Linked DNA regions of Zea mays: regions 1 and 3 are each linked to region 2. The links are chromatin contacts, called in public Hi-C maps. All regions are on one chromosome and are shown on one strand. The core of a region is the stretch at or near the end of the contact, and the rest is flanking DNA. Distances in the headings are between cores, read along the strand shown.

Evidence for each region. A called contact is a pair of places that touch in the nucleus more often than the background predicts.
Region 1: a contact with region 2 is called in a Hi-C map of tassel, with 2.6 times the contacts expected there. The contact joins the promoter of LOC100283061 here to the promoter of LOC103627382 in region 2. A contact is called at or near these places in 5 of 25 Hi-C or Micro-C datasets (ear, endosperm, leaf and 1 more) and 2 of 3 datasets of contacts at active chromatin or transcription factors (leaf and seedling).
Region 3: a Hi-C map of leaf shows a contact between it and region 2, with 8 times the contacts expected there. The contact joins the promoter of LOC103627383 here to the promoter of LOC103627382 in region 2. A contact is called at or near these places in 2 of 25 Hi-C or Micro-C datasets (ear and leaf).

What each region holds. Positions count from the first base shown.
Region 1 is chr5:185,127,847-185,132,037 of Zm-B73-REFERENCE-NAM-5.0, forward strand. It overlaps LOC100283061, which reads right to left and starts at 1,357. Exons shown (of 3, transcript NM_001155963.2): 1 at 847-1,357; 2 at 429-530. The coding sequence starts at 895.
Region 2 is chr5:185,308,100-185,312,203 of Zm-B73-REFERENCE-NAM-5.0, forward strand. It overlaps LOC103627382 (pentatricopeptide repeat-containing protein, mitochondrial-like), which reads left to right and starts at 1,639. Exons shown (of 1, transcript XM_008647675.4): 1 at 1,639-3,513. The coding sequence starts at 1,765. The coding sequence ends at 3,276.
Region 3 is chr5:185,521,573-185,525,791 of Zm-B73-REFERENCE-NAM-5.0, forward strand. It overlaps LOC103627383 (cyclin-dependent kinase G-1-like), which reads left to right and starts at 2,680. Exons shown (of 7, transcript NM_001346708.1): 1 at 2,680-4,219. The coding sequence starts at 2,920.

The DNA of each region.
Region 1 (4,191 bases), core at 107-2,606, 180 kb before region 2:
CTTCCCTAGCCAGTCACATCGTTTTAATACTACTCTGATAAAGTTCACTTTGAACAATTCGTAAATACATTCAATCATATAATTGGATCGAGCGGATACATGTCTGGTCCAAATCCAGAATCTTTTATTGGTGCTAAAATTTCTCATTCAATTCCCCTTGTTTTTGGACCTGGAATGCCTAAAACTACAGGCTACTTCCTACTAGAACATGGACTTTCTTTACTTGTATATATAAGCACTTGCAGGCTCGCAGCTGTTGTAAATCCTTTAAATCCAAAATGCTTTAGTCAGAATTTTGTACTGAAAACATAAAATGCCAAATCCGCAACCACTGATAAAACAAAATGATATGATGGAGATTGCAGTAAACCAGCGCCAGAGCAGAATCGAGTGGAATTCAACACAAGGATATGAAAAGATCCAATTACCGGGATCAGGCCCCTTGGGGGCGGTGGCGCAAATCTGCTGGTTGGGGCACCCAGCGCAGGCATCTGCCTTGCCTGCCTCCTCAGACTGTGTTCCAGGGCAATCTGCGCAGCACCAAACAAAGCATGTTCAGGAACACGAATACCCTTGAAGCGAGAAATTTGCTATTTTGACACTGAGTTTTGGCTCTATGTTATTTTGTCATCCGTGTCTATGATTGATGGGACCATATGTGTTTATGATTTTTGGGTCCGATTGCATTGTGGCGAAGATGATAATGGCAAAATCATCTATATATCAGAGGAAACAAGGAAGATTTCGCCACGTTACAAAACATGGATGCAGAAAGCCGGCCCTACTAAGCAGAAAGGCAGAGGAGGAAGAACGAGGCCACCGGAGGGCTGGGGAATGATTCCTTACGCTCGTTCGCATCGTCGGGGACGTCGCCTTTAGCGCCGCCGTTCTCCATCTCTCTCTCCTTCTCCTACAGTTAGCCAGTTACTGAACTGGGGATTTGAGAGACGTCCTGGCCTGTTTGGTAGAGCTCTGCTTCTCTAGCTTCGAAAGCTGATCCTCTCGTGGAGTGATTCTGAATAATTCCTCGGTCAAAGTGTATCTGACTGATGAATTGTGTTTGGCTGGAAGATTGGAGAACTTCCTGACACTGTGGTCTTGAGCTTCGGCGACCAAGACAGAACGGACAGAGAGGAGGCGGGCCTGGAAGGAAGGGGCGACGGCTTCGACACCAGCGGCCTGGGAGCTCCGGCGGCTTGAACGGAAGGGATGGGTGGATTTGGGCAGGCGCGGGGACCTCCGGTCGCCCCTAACCCTAGTCGCCCTCCCGTGGGCTGGACAGAAGGGGAGCAGGTGAGGGGCCAGAGTTAACAAATAGCTAGGCCCTTGACCGTTGTTGCTTCTTCTACCCTTCTAGTCTGGCCTAGATAGAAGGGTGCGGCGTTGTCCGCATATCGTGTACGATCACAAGTTTGCTTCTGTGCCTCTCACCGTCGTCGCTTCCGTCATTCTCCTGCCTCGAGCCTCGTTGCTATTTTTCATGTACCAAAATATCAACGTCCACTAGTTCAAAGCATATCCATGGTAAAGAAATAGCATATTTCATTCGTTCCAATTTATATTTTATACTAGTTCATTTAACTTTATATTGTAGAATATAATATATTTTCAAATATGTCTTTAAACTTTTTTTCAAAAAATAATACAGTCAAATTTGGTAAAAATCAAATTGGTACAAACGAAGTATGTTATTAGCTTGTCACTTTGAGCGTCCAAATCCAACCTTCAAGATTATTATGCTATTGGCTATACGTCACATATTTAACATGTTTTTTGTTTCAAAATTACACACTTCTAAAATTATGAACCAATCACTACATAAACAATAACCTTTTTTTAAACCACACATAGAAAATAAAAGCATATACTATGTTGAATACATATAACAAAAAAAATATAAGCGGTGAATTTATTATTACTTTCACCTAGAATCGCTCCAGCCTAATCGAATATGGGTTTACGCTGGAATCGAAGTCGACATAAGCTATAGTACATATCAACTTATGATTCAATCAACTCGTACAAGTTTTTTTAACATAGCAATGTTTCATAGACACCACTCTCTCCGTTGTTGACATCACACCAACACTAGGTCAGTACCCATGCGTTGCAACGGGAACATATAATACCATGATAACTTATATATAAAATGTGTCTTATATTGTTAAATATTTCATAATCCATTTATGATCCTAGCCATACATACATTTTGTTATTTTAATTTAGTTGTTTCACTACTACATTGCAACCATCAGTATCATGCAGACTTCGATATATGTCAAGATTTGTATGGTCTCATTATTGGAGAGCACGTGCCACACCTGCCGGTAGAAGTTCCGTCGTACATCGTTAGTCATCAGGCACGCACCACCATACACGCTTGCTTAAACAAAAAATGCAAGTGTGTGTTTGCGAAGAGAATTAAAGGCAGGCCGGCACAAAAGGTACCCCGACGATGGCGAGTGGTCATTGTTGTCGGTCCACCTCTGCTCACCTCCGGTGTCGAGATGACGCCACAATCCTTGATATAATAGTCGTCGAACGCGCGTGATATGGTGAGTACCGATCACTCTTGGCTGGGCTGCCAAATGAAGTGCACCCCGGGCTCATCAGCGAGGTAGTATACCTGGTCGTTGCACCACCGGATGTGCTACTCCTCTACATACATCTTGTTCGAGGACACTCACACACAACAACAATGGTCATCATTCCAGCGCACAAGAATTCATGGTCGGTCAGTAGCGACTTACGTGACAGGTTAGGCTTCAGGTGGATGATGAGCTAGACGGCGTGATGGCGTCGTCGTAGGTTGCGATGCCCAGAACAACCCGAGAGTCGTCGACATTGACGACGACCATGAGGTCCCCATGTTTGACGATGGACAGCGCGGTGCAGCCGCTCTGGACCACGTCCAAGCGGCGGCTGCGCCGAAGCTTGCCGTACACAGCGGCGCATGGGCCATGTAGGACTGCTTCCAGAGTTCGAACTGGCAGTCGCCAAGTTTCTTCTCGTCGTCGGTGAGCGACACCAACGCGAGCGCCTCGTGCTAGTGGTGTTTGTTCGGGTTTCCAAGTAAGAAACATGGATTCATCTTTGGCATTGGTTTATGAAAATGATTTATAAGTTAGATCCATGGAAAAATATTATGGAGAATAAATGTTACACATGCAAAAAAAGTATTTAAGTTGAAAACATTATTCAAACAAAAGAAATTGCATGCAAGGCTCTTCTTTAAATACTACTCCCTCAATCCAAAAATATAATTTAATAATCTCAGTGATACTTATCTACTAATACACATTGTGCAAGGGTAGCAGGTGGGCTTCGGGAGAGATGTATTATATGTTTTTACTATAATAAATGTAGACATAAACACACATGTGGTGTAGTGGTAGCTACAAACACATTTATTTGAGAGGTCGCGGGTTTGAATCTCCTTGGAGCCTGTTTTTTTAATTTAATTTTAGCTAGGCGTGGGATGCACGTGGGAATGGGAATAGGCTTTGTGGGAGGGGGAATGAGAAAGACACGTGATAGCCGGGAATGGAAATGTGAATGGGCTTTGCAGGGAGGAGAATGAGAACAGAGGTTGTCTAGGACTAAAGACTCTCTCACATAAAAACTCTAACTAAACAGAGGCTAAGAGACAAAAACCGTTTAATATTGATCCCAGTGCAACCCACGTAACAAAGATATCCTCCAAGACAAGAACAAGTAATAATTCCATTACCTGTTCTCGAATATTTGTCATCGGCTAGTTTATTTTTAACTAAAATACGATAAATAAAAAAGGCTAGCTTATTTTTAACTAAAACACGATAAATAAAAAAGAATAGAAGAAGTACTATTTACCCCTTTCTTCTCTTAGTCTTGTGGACTCTTCAAATAATACTTGTTTATCTTCTCCAAATAACAACAACAAGGTACGCATGAAGCAAAAGGGGTAAGAACCTAGTCCACTCCTGCCCCCAAAAACTATAGTACAAGAATAATAATTTAACCATGTTGCAAGTTATGCACAATGATAACATCTCATTCCACAAGGGATTGGACTTTTAGATTAATAAGATATGACATCACCCCTATTTGGTTCACACCTTGCCAAACATCCCATCCTAGTCTCTCAATATCAGACGTCGGAGAGCACTAATTGAGCTAGAAGCAACTCGAATATGTCTCTTAGGCTTGCTC
Region 2 (4,104 bases), core at 389-2,888:
CATCACGCATGTTGTTTTACTTGTGGGTTCATGCAGGATATAATGGTTTCAATCATATTCTTGTATCCTTTTTGCATTTGATTCTGTTTTTTTGTCTTCTTATTTATTACTTTTAATTTGTTTGCCAAAACTTTCAATACTGAAAATGATGTGACCCTTAGCATGAAAAATATACTCGTGTTTAGAAAACTTGAGCTTTTAGGATTGTACTCAGTCAACTTCAACACCTACTACCTTTGTGTTTATTTATTTAGCCTTTTCATGTGGTCCTCTAGCTGAATCTAATCAGTGCTTCTTTTCCTCTTTGGAGTGCAGATTACAATGTTAATAACAAGCCCACTGAATGCTGAAAGTTGCGTAAAGGAGCGGTGAGTCTGGGAGCTATGTTTGTGCATGTCGTTCTATGTGCGCTGATAGTAGCGATCAATTTCCCAGTGTATGAAGCAATGTTCGTCCACAAGGACAGTGGCAGATTACCAGCTTCGGTCAGTGTAGTTTTACTCTGCATTGTATTACCATTATGTATACTACTTCCAACCATGTTGTAGATGTGGAGCTGGTGAAAGATGACATATATATTTGAAACCCGATGGTGAAAGTTATAAGAACTGTACTCATATAATATATTTCCAAGAGAAATAAAAAAACAATAACATGTTCCTTTACATATCTGAAAATGTCGCAACATTTTGTTTATCAGGGTGGTGGCGCATAACTTTGTCCAGTCACTGCAATCTGAGAATTCGTTGAACTGGTTTTTCTCATTTGCAATGGCTATACATAGAGACCCTGTCACTGGCAAGCAGTATAGGATTGAATTTGAAGAGCTACACATAACCATCACAGAAACTGCAGCACTGCACGGCTCATTAGCTTCCTCAAGATTGTGTGGGACTGGGCGAGACACAGCAGAACCGATTATGACTAGCGCAGGAATGGTGGCGGAAATGGCTGAATCTACGAGATGGATTGGAAGCCTACTGATGCGTTGGTCCTAGAGCTGTAGGAGGTCATCTTCTCGTCCCTGGACCTGGAGTCCTTGCTGTAGGCCGACGCCGACCTATCCCTGATAAACACGAGCTGCAGGATAACTTAATCTTAATGTGTATTCACTTGTGTCATGATTCAGATTTTTTGTTCACCTCGTTATCTCAATCACTTTTGACATGATTTATAATGTGTATTCACTTTATTGTCTTTTTAGATTTGTTGTATAGTTAGGACGGGCACTTTACTAGTACTACTAAACTCACACTGTGTACCCTATGCCTAAAAATTCTAGGTAAATAGTGCGTCAACCAGGGCTCGAACACTGGGCGAGAGCGAAGTTAGATTGTCTCTAGTAGAGCATAGAAAATAGAGGACATGTAACTATAAATGATATTGTTTAATAATGTTTATAGATAGAAATTTGAAATAGGAGATGGATGGAGGAGATCTACTCGAGATAGCTTTAGAAATAGAGTCTCGAAAAAGTGACCCGAGCGGTTGGTAACTTGGTACACGGGCAAATAAGTCAACTGCTATGCAGTGTGCTGTGGCTGTGGGCCTTTGAGCGGGCGCCAAAAAGTATTGGGCCTTTTTAAGCCATGGGCCGCGGTCGCAGCGGTCCGGCGCTTGCAGCCTCGTCGATCGTCACATCCTAAACGCTGAAACGCGGCGCACGCACTTCCTATCCCTCTGCCGCCGCACCGGCAGCTCAGGTGCTCAGCACTGCTGAACCAACTGCCGGCGGGAGCGACAGGCCGCGGACATCGTCTGCCGATGCCTCTGCGCGGTCTCCGGCGCCGGGGGCGTTGCTGTGATGACGGGAGGACCCTGCTACGCCTCTCTCTCCGCAGATCGTCATCGTGCGCCGCACCTTCGAGCCAAAGTTCCAACAGCGCCGCACTCACGGCGGAGGAAGAGGCGGCGGCCGCACAAATCAAGAGCTCGCTCCTCAGGGCGCGCAAGGGGAGCGTCGAGGACCTGGTACGGGCCCTGGCGGCAGAGTGCTCCGAGGTCCGGCTGACGAGCGGCGTCGCGGACAGCCTGCTGCGCGGGTGCGGGGACTGCTGGAAACCCGCGCTGGGTTTCTTCCTTTGGGCGCAGTCGCGGGGCGGCGGCTACTCGCACACACCGTACGCCTGCAGCCGGATGGTCGACCTGCTCGGGAAGACGAGGCAGATCGACCGGATGTGGGATCTGCTGTCCGAAATGCACTGCAGGGGGCTCGTCACGGTGGACACTGTCGCCAAGAGCATCAGGAGGCTTGCCGCTGCGAGGAAGTGGAGGGATGCCATTCTGTTGTTTGATCAGCTGGAGGACTTGGGACTGGAGAGGAACACGGAGACCATGAATGTGCTGCTGGACGCGCTCTGCAAGGAGAAGAAAGTCGAACTGGCGCGCGAGGTCTTTGTCATGCTCAGCCCTCATATCGCACCAGATGCGTACACTTTCAACATCTTCGTCCATGGTTGGTGCAGCGTGCGCAGGATTGACGAGGCGCTGTGGACGATCGAGGAGATGAAAACCAGGGGGTTCCCTCCTATCGTCATCACATACACGGCTGTTCTTGAGGCGTACTGCAAGCAGCGCAACTTCAGGAGGGTCTACGAAGTCCTTGATTCCATGGGTTCTCAGGGCTGCCATCCGAATGTGATCACATACACGATGATCATGACCTCACTGACAAAATGCGAAAGGTTTGAAGAAGCTCTGAGTGTCTCTGATAGAATGAAGTCCTCTGGTTGTAAGCCTGATACCTTGTTCTACAACGCCCTGATCAACCTTCTCGGTAGAGCAGGTCACTTGTTTGAAGCCAACCAAGTGTTTCGCGTGGAGATGCCAAGGAATGGCGTGCTCCGCAACGTGGCCACCTATAACACGATGATATCAATTCTCTGCCAATATGGGCGAGATGATGACGCGCTCGGTGTACTGAAAGAGATGGAAGCACAATCCTGCAAACCTGATCTTCAGACATATCAGCCACTTCTTAGACTGCTGCTTGGTAGAAGAGGGCAAGCTGCTGCCGTTCACCGTTTGTTGAGTGAGCTTCGTGATAGAAATGGTCTAGGGTTAGATCTTGATACATATACCCTTCTGATCCATGGTCTCTGCAAGGTCGGTGAGACCGATTGGGCTTATCTACTCTATGATGAGATGGTAGGCAGTGAAATTGTACCTAGGCCTAGAACATGCGAGTTACTTTTGAGTGAGATGCAGAGACAAAACATGGAAGCGTACGTGGAAAGAATTCGGAATGATGTAAGTTTCTTTGGCCTTACTCAGTAACTTCGATAGCATTGCCTTCTCCCATATGATTCATTTATTTGCTAGTCATTATTAAAATACTATGCAACAATCCCTAACTTAGCATAACTAGAACTCAAGAGGCATATTCACAAAAGATGGATCATCTCTGTTTTTTACACTTACTAGCCAGTTGCTAGTGCTTTGCTAGGATTGTTATATATCATATAAATAGGTATTGAGATATTTATTCAAATGTAATTATTGTTTATTTCTAAACACTAAGATATGTGTGGTCTGGTGGTTAGCTCCAAATTTCTGGAGCAAGGGGTTGTGTGTCCAAGTGCTTGTTCTGCACTATTTTTTGCGCGGAGTGGTAGCAGCGCAGGCGGGGTCGGGTGCTGGTTACGCACATTAGCTGTGCGGCACAGGGCAGTAGCTGAGAGAGCGTTGGGCGTGGGACCCACAGGACACAGCGCGTGGGGCGGGTCTAGAGTGTCAACGCGGAGTGTGAAGTCGTGGTAGCATCAATGTCCATATTAGGTTCTTAATAGAGTAGTATAGATATCATCTCTTTTTGTTCATGGTATTATAGCAAGATTGAGACCCTCATTTGACTGCAGATGATGATCCTTGTACAGTAACCAAGTGCCATGAGCCCATGCTTTTGCATTTCCTTGCTTTTCTTAACACGCTATTACATTTCATGTGACTATTTTGTCGATTGTTGAGCTTGGTGTGTTAGTGTGGCACCCAGCCTATCCGTTTGGCTTTAGTCTGAAACGAAAGTGTACATGCCTATATAACCTGTCACAAACTACTAGAGTGTTCGGTGTCCATTGGTAAAGCAACCTCACTTTCGGTGACCTC
Region 3 (4,219 bases), core at 1,430-3,929, 210 kb after region 2:
AACTTCTATAACTTCTCAAGATCTACAAAGTTTATTTTGGTTGTTTGGTAATTTTTTATCTCAGATGATGGTTTTAACAATATGCACAAATTCTATACGTCTCTCTCGTAGTTTCATAAACTACGAGAGAGATATAAGTTTTATGAACAAATTTATTTTTATTTTGTCATATGAAGAAATGTTCAATATATAAATTGTACATCATGATGAGTTATACAAATTTGTAGTTGAAAACTTTTTCATTTGAATTAATTTACTACTTTAAAATGTGATTTTTAAATTGTCTTTGCCTAGTGTTGGAGAAAAAACACTCGGCAAAGAGCTCTTTGCCGAGTGTTGTATTTGTGACACTCGGCAAAGAGCCCTTTGCCGAGTGTCAAAAAAAGACACTCGGCAAAGAAACTCTTTACCGAGTGTCAAAAATAAAACACTCGGCAAAGAGGTTCTTCGCCGAGTGTTTTCTTTTACCGAGTGTTTTTTGCGTGACACTCGGCAAAGAGCTCTTTGCCGAGTGCCCGAAATAAAACACTCGGCAAAGAATATGGCACTCGGCAAAGAGCCAAATTCCGGTAGTGAACTAAACTATAGTTTCTAGAACCAAACACACTCCGATCTTTGATTTCCTCAAATAAAGAAACTAAACAAGACTTAGGCTCGTTCGTTTTCCTCTACTAAATTTTAGCGCTATCCAATGTTTAAACCTAATTACTCTATAATTAACTGATGTGATGCTACATTAAAAATTTGTTAATCATAGGATTAAAAAAATATTTTATTATTTAGTCTTTATCTATATTTTTTAATTAGATAATATTTAATATTCAAACATTCGATATAATATATATTAAACTTTACTCCACAAAACTAAACACCTTAGAGCAGTCCCAATCCATGAAGCCCATAAGTAGAGTCTATGCTGCCACATCATCAAGACATGAGTTATAGAAACTACATCTTTCAACCCAAACGGCGAAACTCACACATGCCGAGGGTCGCAAGCTACGTGCATGGTATCCGAGGCTTTACTATGGTCCCATAAAACATGTGGTAGAAGTGGTGTTTTGCCCTCCAACGCATTTGGGGCGGTGTCCTAGCTCATTGGAGATTGAGCCGACATGGTTTCCTGCATGAGACCCAGTGTCTTCATTTTGTTTCCTTTCTTTCATTAACGCTCTTGTCACATCATCATTTTACCTATGTGGCAGTCTATTTAATGTTATGAAAACTGGTTGACGTGGAGGGTTGGAACTGCTCTTATTAAATACGTGCCCGAACTCTGAATAACGACATTTCGGTAATTTTGATCAAACCGACATCAACCGACATCGTGAAGTCGGCTAAATGAAGTTTCCTACCATGTGCTCGTCCAGTGGCGTCCGCCGTCATCCGTTAGCCGCTCCAACCTCAACTATCATGTACCGGGCCGCTTGAAGCTTAAGTCCGACACGGTATCTGATATTTCCAACGATAAGAGTATGTACAACTTTATTTAATATGAGATTTTTTTTAGAGATTTTTAGGATCTAAGTGAAAAAAATACAAGACACAGACTCTTCGTTGCATTGATGATCCAGTGTTTCAAGGTTGTACTATGCAATCTCTTAGAATAGATGGTTAAGGCTTACTCCAACGGAGCAGCTATCCAGGCAGGCAAAGGTAAAATGACTGGCCGCTGAGCATTGTAGCTCAAAATTGAGCCTTCCAACAGAACAGCTATACACGCCAGCCAAAATACCAGGAGGAGAGAGAAAACGGCATTCTGCCTGCTCTTCGAGCGCCAGGCATTCTCTTCCCCTGTCTCTGACAAGCTGTCCCCTCAATCATTTGCCTTGCTTCATTCTTTCTTTTTTCCTCTGCTGTTGGATGCACGTCGCGGATAGCTGGGCAGGCATTCGGGAGGGGCCAGCCAAAGAGCAAAATAGCTGCCAGATTTGGCTGGCACCTGTTGGAGTGAGTCTAAGAAACTGCAACATACAACCCTGTGCTCATACAACCCTAAGCTCTAAAACATTAATGCAGTTAAGAGATAATGTGCATAGAAAGCCGTGAAGAGACAGACTTTTTGCGAAGAGTCTGTTTCTCGATTTTTTTTGTACTTAACATCCTATAGACTTCTCAATTAATAGGGTTGTACATGCTCTTAGTCGACTGTTATACTTGGAAACCAAACTGGGGTTGCCGTAGGGCTTAACATCCGGTTTTTTAAACTTCGGTTCGGGTTTTCGGTTTTCTAGACATTAGAAACTAATTGGTTTTCGTGAAAATGAAAAACCATGGTTTCAGTTTTTATTTTGGTTTCTCGGTAAAATCTAAATACCAAACTTATAATCAAGACAACACATACACCAAATTTATATAATAAATTACAAATAATTTTTAAAAGTAAAAATTATATAGGTATAAATATGTAGAGATATATCATACATCACATATAAATATGTGAGTAGTAATTTAATTGCTTCACATGTTTAGTTTACATAATGGAATAGTTAAATTTTTGAATCGATAAAGATTGGTAATTTGTTTTTTTTGTATTATATCGAAAAACAAACTTCTGAGATAAAAAAACCGAACGTTCGGTTCGGTTTCCGAGTTACCTTCCCTCGCGCGGTTCTGTCTGCCTTTATTTATTCGCGTTCCCTGCCTGTTTCGAGCCTCCAGCCTTAATAACCCGGCATTCTCTCCGCCGCTCGCCCGCTCCGCGTCCGGCGGCCCGCGTCGCCTCCACTCCCAATTAGCCTATCGTGTTCGACGCGAGCGAACTCGCTCAGATCAGAGTGTTCCCTGATCCGGTCCCAATCTTTTATTGGATTTTGTGTTTTGGTAGGGGATCTAGGGTTTGTCGTCGAATTCCGCCTCGAATTTTAGGGTTTGCTTCGGATCGATTCCGTTCCGTGGGATTCTTGCTTGCAGCACTCCATGGCTGCGGCGCGGCACGGGGGTTATAGGAGCTTCGACGTGGCCAGGAGGCGGGAGTTCGACCTGGAGCGTTCTAGGAGGAGCAAGGAGTACCGCCACTCGAGCCGCCACCGCGACTCGGATCGCCACCGTGATGGCAGCAGGGGCCGTGAAGTGCCCAACGGGTACATCCGCCACCGCTCGCCGTATGCGCCACCGAAGAGCCGACCTTCAAAAAGGAAGGACGATAAGGAGCCTGGTGAGGTCTCAAGCGATAGCGGCTCGGAGTCTGGTGGGCGCCCACCAGTGCTGAGGGAGGATGGGGGTCTTGGGGTCTGCAGGGATGGAGGTGCGTTGCCAGCAAGCAAGAAGAGGAAGCACTCACCTGGATTCCACGATACGAATGTTTCAAAGCTGCGGGCAAGAGATGAGGTGTGGAGCAGGAGAGGACCTGATGCCATAGCTGCGGAGCTCCCTCTTCCTTCGCCGCCCCCTATGTCTGCGGTTGGTGGGTGCTCACCAATGGATCCAGAAGTTTTGGTAGTTCCAAATGATGCTGAAAGGATGGACGCGATTACTGAGGGGGAAGAGGATTGTGCAACGAGAAACATTTTTACTTCAAGGTGGGCGGATGCTGCTGAAGAGGAGGAAGTGGTGATTGTGCCTAAGAAGAAGAAAAGTGTGCCACCTGCTCATTTGCCTGAACAGAAATCCACAAAGAAAATCATGGGCTCAGAGCTGGGAGAAGCGATGGGCAGTAAAACATCAAGAAGTTCCTCAAGTTCGTCTAACTCAATGGGTAGTGAAAACTGGAATATCGAGGTAGACGAGGGTGATGGCATTGATTCTTCTGTTGGTTGTTCGCTGGATACTCATTCCAGGAGCAATATGCGTAGGTCTGGATCACCTGAGGTTGTGCGAACACCACGTAGGTGCTTTAACATGCTTCAGGGCTGTAGGAGTATTGATGACTTTGAGAGGATCAACACAATCAATGAGGGTACATATGGAGTCGTATTTAGGGTGAGAGACAAGAAAACTGGTGAGATAGTTGCTTTGAAGAAGGTCAAGGTAGATAAGGAAAATGGACGGGAAGGGTTTCCATTGACTTCTCTCAGAGAAATCAATATCCTTCTATCCTTTGACCATCCTTCAATTGTGGATGTCAAGGAAGTAGTTGTTGGTGGTCATGACGATGATACTTTTATGGTGATGGAATACATGGAGCATGACCTTAAGGGTGTCATGGAGGCGATGAAGCAACCATATAGCCAAAGTGAGGTCAAATGTTTGATGCTTCAGCTGCTAGAGGGCGTGAAGT